Linked DNA regions of Triticum aestivum: region 2 is linked to region 1. Evidence: chromatin contacts called from public Hi-C data. All regions are on one chromosome and are shown on one strand. The core of a region is the stretch at or near the end of the contact, and the rest is flanking DNA. Distances in the headings are between cores, read along the strand shown. Region 1 holds the start of LOC123170097 (probable beta-1,4-xylosyltransferase IRX14). Region 2 holds the start of LOC123165692 (protein WHAT'S THIS FACTOR 1 homolog, chloroplastic).

Region 1 (2,700 bases), core at 185-2,684:
GCTGCTCAAGAACTTCAGGAACCCTTACGAGTGAGCAGACATCATGATGGAAAGACCGGCTTCGGTCTCAGGCGTAGATGGTGGTAGCCAGTCTAGTAGGGTATTTTATTGCTATATTGTACCCATTGCTGTGTAACTGTATGCATAAGAGCCAGAAGCAATTGCTCAATTGTTGGCTGGAGAACGGCCTTGTTGTAATGGCATGGAAAGAATTCGGAATATGGTATGGTGGGGTGGTCGCGTTGATCCTTGAGATGATTATCTATTCGTTCGGAAGAGCAGCTTGAATGCTTGTTGGTGCGATCCAGTCAACTGGCTACCCATGAAGAGTGCTGGACCACCGTGTGTGTCGTCTGCCAGAGGTCCTTTTCTGGGAGCAGCCCTCCTGTTTTGCTGTATGTGGAAGTGGTATTAATTTGGTGTTCATAGACTAGAGATCACCTTTTCATGGGTACAGTTTGGGTGCGCACCTGTTTCTTCGCTTATGTCTGTAACGAGCGATGCAGAAATGTGCCTCGCAGCTGTGGAGGTTAAATGCTGCTTCATGTTTTACCTTTCGGGGCTGTCATACTATTTTTCATTTCGGCAACAGGCATTTTTGAACCATAGGATAAGGATCCGATGGCCCGGACGGTTTCCCTCGTCCTCATCTTAGCACACCTCTTTCTCTCCTCTGCCTGACATGTGGAGGGTGGAAGGGCACAGCTAGGCAGAATTCGAAGTCAAAAGAATGATTGTCCTGCAAAAATAAAAAAGAATATTGTTCTGTCTCATGTCTCTCCATGCCGCCGTGCTCCATGTCGATCTTGCCACTGCCACTCAAGAATAAAAGAAGAGCAATAAGAAATTCTAGGTGGGGAACTTCGACCAAACAAATGAAAAAGCTCGCCTCTAGCTGGCGAGTCTGCCGTATTTTTTTCTTCTAGGAAAACAATGTTAAACCAGCAAACGAGTCGTAAGCAAGTCGCCTAAACCGACACTACGCTTTCTGCTCGCAAGTCAAACACGGTTGGCACCGGCAGCCTGTCACAGACCAGGAGCCCAGCCCGCGCCGACCCCCGCAGCTGCAGCCGCGTCAATCATTGTAAACGTTCGGCTAAAAATATAGTATATTAGACGCCACTAAAAAGAAAACATAGTGCCAGAATTATTTTTTCGAATTTTAAGTTTGCTAACCACATGTCCCATGCGGTGCCAAGAAATATATAAAATCAATAAGCAAATAAAATGTAACTCGTACAAGAAAGAGAGAGAAAAAAAAGTAGAGATCGAAAAAAAACAAGGTGGAAAAGACAAGGACGCCGCCCGCCGAACACGCTTGGAAACGCTGACGACCCGCCCGCCGGCCCGGTCCGGCCCGACCCCTTCCGCCCGGCTTCCTCTCCCCGTCCAAGTTTCAACCCCGACCCGACGCGCTCGGGCCCGGCCTCCCTCACGCCTCCGTCCCCGTCCGGCACCAAACCCATCCCATCCCATCCCCTCCCACCCTTTTCCACACCTGACCAACGATAGCCAGGCCACCGCACCCGCAGTTTCGTGCACCGCACTTCTCCACCCACCACCTACCTCCCCCCGTGTTCCCCTCCCCCCTCAAAACCTATCGCCGCGGACCATCTACCCACCGACGAGCGACTGCGGCCGATTGATCCGCAGGGCGAGGCGGTGGCGGCGGAGGGAGCCCACCAGATCCGGCCGCGGCGGCGATGATGAAGCAGCTGCTGCCGCAGAGCCAGCTGCGGCGCTCGGCGGCGGCGTCGGCGGCGCGCTCCTCCGTCAGCGGGGTCGAGGGCGCGGGGGGCCCCGACGGCGTCGGCGCGGGCGCCGGGGCGGGCGGGCGGACGGCCTCCTCCTCCACCTTCTGGTTCCTGCTGCACGCGCTCTGCTGCCTCATCTCGCTCTTCCTCGGCTTCCGCTTCTCCAGGCTCCTCTTCTTCCTGCTCTTCTCCAGCAGCGCGCTCTACGCCGCCACCTCCAACAACAAGTCGGCCGTGCTCCGCGCCATCACCACCACCACCACCACCACCACCACCACGACCACCACCACCAACACCTTCACCCTCTCCTTCGCCGCCGCGGGCAACCCGCCCCCGTCCAACCCGGACAACCTCACCGCCGCCGCGCTCGAGGAGGCCGCCGGGAGCACGCAGAGCCACGTGGTGGTCGGCCGCCACGGGATTCGGATCCGCCCCTGGCCGCACCCCGACCCCGTCGAGGTCATGCGCGCGCACCGGATCATGGAGCGCGTGCAGGAGGAGCAGCGCCGCTGGTACGGCGTCAGGGAGCCGCGCCAGGTGCTCGTCGTCACCCCGACCTACTCGCGCGCCTTCCAGGCGCTCCACCTCACCGGCCTCCTCCACTCGCTCCGCAACGTGCCCTACCCGCTCACCTGGATCGTCGTCGAGGCCGGCGGCGTCACCAACGCCACCGCCTCCATGCTCGCGCGCTCCAGCCTCACCTTCGTCCACGTCCCCTTCCCGGAAAAAATGCCCCTCGAATGGGCCGACCGCCACGCCACTGAGAACCGCATGCGCCTCCACGCCCTACGGTATGCGCACACTTCCCTACTAGTTCCTACTACTCATAGCCAGATAGCCTGCCTGCCTGTAACAGAGAGTATAAGGTGACTTATTACTGATGATGATTGGTTTTCTCGTGTCATGTAGGGTGATCCGGGAGAGGAAGATGGACGGTGTGGTTGTG
Region 2 (2,700 bases), core at 66-2,565, 170 kb before region 1:
TTTCAAGGTCACGTACAAGTAGTGATCCTTTCTTTTGGGCCAAGATGAGCTCACGGAGACGAAGGAGGAGAGCGGGCTTCTTTTGGAGGTCCATGGCCTTGTCAAGGTCAGGCTCACGGTGGTAAAGCTTCTTCTTCGGCCGGCGTCCATGACCAGCAGAAAATGAGGACATTTCCTTGAGTTGTATCAAGGAAAGAGATCTGGGAATGTAAGATAAATGTTCTGCCAATCTTCTTCTCATCAAATTGTAGGTCTTAAATGCAAGTCCGTGCAGGCACCGCAGATGCCAAGCATTCAAGAGCGCAGAATAAAGAAGCAGAAAGTTGTACTTCAAATTCTGCAAAACAAAAAGGGACAGAATGTTCAAGCCATTTTAAACAACATAAGCTTTGCAACTAAAGAATCAAATTCATAATACCAAGAGCCTGTGTCTCAAGTCCCAACAATTCCCATTTCAGAACAACAACTCATCGCAGCAGAAGCAGAGCCAAGAGCAAGTTACAGGGTGTGCCACCTCCATTTTTTTTTACTGATGTCACACACATAATACAAAATTGACCGAAAGAGCCATATAAATAGCTTAGTCAGAACGCTCTTATATTTCTTTACAAAGGGAGTATGTTTGAAATTTGCAAATGTAACAACACGATTGGTTGGCAAGATGAAATAGCCTTACAAGAATAAAAGACAACATGAGTACAAAATTTCAACATTAAACTACTTTCCGCTTTTGCATTGCCCTAAAAGCATCAACAACTCCTACATCACTTCACTTGCTCTCAAGAATATAGCTCGCTCAATAAAAGTCACCAAGCAATGGTTCATGAGTTGATCACCCATACCATTTATCGATCTATTCTTCACTTGCAGAAAATACTTAAGTAGAGACTGAACTGAACTACTGAAGTAGAGTAGTATTGAACTTGGCACTGTAGCCTGTAGGAGTGTACTTGTAATTTCTACAATCACACTAGTTAGTACCTAGAGCACTTGCGCTCGATGCGGCGTTTACCTGTCGCGTTCAGGCCCTCAGGACGTCACCGGCCGGAGCTCGCCGGCGGCAGTGGACAATGACGGCGAGACTGCTCGTGCTCGGAGGTCGCCGAGTTTGGAGTCAAGCGCAGCCGCGGGCGGGGGGCGTGAGAGAGTGAGGACGGCTTTATGGGGAACGAGAGGACTGGGGAGCAAGGGCCACCGGGGCCGGGGAAGTCAGTGGAGGAGGGAGGCGGGCGCCGGAGCGGCCAGGCCAATCGTGGAGCCGGCGGAGTGAGGATGGCTCGATCTGGATGGGAACAGCCGAACAGAACAGCACGGGTAACGGGCTAGAGCGCGCCTGCGGGCGTCAGATTGATGACCCTTCGCACAGAGCGGGAACTAACTGGACCGGCCCATTTTGAACCCGGTTCTCTGTAGTGGCCTGCCAGTATCGGGTTCACTGTAGTGAACTGGTGTTTCGGTCGCTTTTTATTTCACAATTTTTTAAATACACATTGAACATTTTTGTAATATACGTTGAATTTTTAATATACAATGAAAATTTGTATAATGCATGCTGAATCTTTTGTAATATACAATGAATATTTTTGTAATATAGTGAACTTTTTTTGTAATATACATTAGCCAATTTTTAATACACACTGAACATTTTTGGAATATACGTTGAAAAATTTCTTAATATACGATGAACATCTTCATAATGCACAGTGAACTTTTTTGTAATATACAATGAACATTCTTTTAATATACGATAAACATTTTTGTAATACACGGTGGAATTTTCTCTATAATACACAAGAAGCAGAAGAAATGAAAAAATAAAATAAAGTAGAAAAACAAAAAATAAAATGAAAAGAATAAACAAAAACCTAAAGGAAACAAGGAAACAAAACTGAAAAAATGAAAAAACTGAATCATGTGCCGCTACGAGGTTGAGGCTTTCTTGGCTTTAAAGAGCCGTGAGCACAACGGGTGCGTCGAGGCCGGTGTCCTCAACGTCTGTTCCGAGAGGGCCATGTGTCGCATCAATAATCCCGGTAGTTACAACCTTGTCAATGTCTACAACGACGAGAAGGGTGAGAAGGTGGCGCTTCCCAGGGCAACAGCAATTTAATGTGGCCTTGGGATTCAGTCCGTCCAACAAGGAGCATAAGTTCTTCATGACCTCCTCATCAGCAGCGGCCCAAGAAGAAACCTATGTTGACGTGTACACCTTAGACGACAAGGGCGGGTGACATGGACACCTCTACCTCTCCCGACATTGCCTAGCAGAGAATGGCTGGCAACCGGTGCTCGTCGACGGGAAACCATTCATGCATAGTGCATGGACGTTACGGGGAATGACATCCAAAGCCGATTGAAGTCATGGACTAGATCCGATTGATTGAATTGGATACAATCCAAGTGGACGACTCGAAAGGATTGTCATGAGAAGATCCATACTGTTTCATAGCTAATATGATCGTTTGTGATTGTTAATGCTTCTTTTACTTCTACGCATATTGGTGGTAGTAGTATGACCCCCCTCATATAATGTCAACTAAATTTTGTCTCCCCAAATGCTGCAACATCACAAATCAAGTATATCTAGTGGATGGCCTATAAAATTATGGTGCCATTGGGTCTAGTATAAAATTAGGGTGCCACTGGGTATAGTTAAATTGATGGGTTCATGCCATACAATTATATGCAGGGCATTGGTTA

The links. A called contact is a pair of places that touch in the nucleus more often than the background predicts.
Region 2: a Hi-C map of leaf shows a contact between it and region 1, with 5 times the contacts expected there. The contact joins the promoter of LOC123165692 here to the promoter of LOC123170097 in region 1. A contact is called at or near these places in 2 of 5 Hi-C or Micro-C datasets (both in leaf).

Annotation. Positions count from the first base shown.
Region 1 is chr7D:551,908,787-551,911,486 of IWGSC CS RefSeq v2.1, reverse strand. It overlaps LOC123170097 (probable beta-1,4-xylosyltransferase IRX14), which reads left to right and starts at 1,434. Exons shown (of 3, transcript XM_044587940.1): 1 at 1,434-2,545; 2 at 2,664-2,700. The coding sequence starts at 1,704. It overlaps LOC123164616 (EH domain-containing protein 1), which reads left to right. Exons shown (of 16, transcript XM_044582155.1): 16 at 1-253. The coding sequence ends at 34.
Region 2 is chr7D:552,074,241-552,076,940 of IWGSC CS RefSeq v2.1, reverse strand. It overlaps LOC123165692 (protein WHAT'S THIS FACTOR 1 homolog, chloroplastic), which reads right to left and starts at 1,315. Exons shown (of 5, transcript XR_006483088.1): 1 at 1,013-1,315; 2 at 1-337.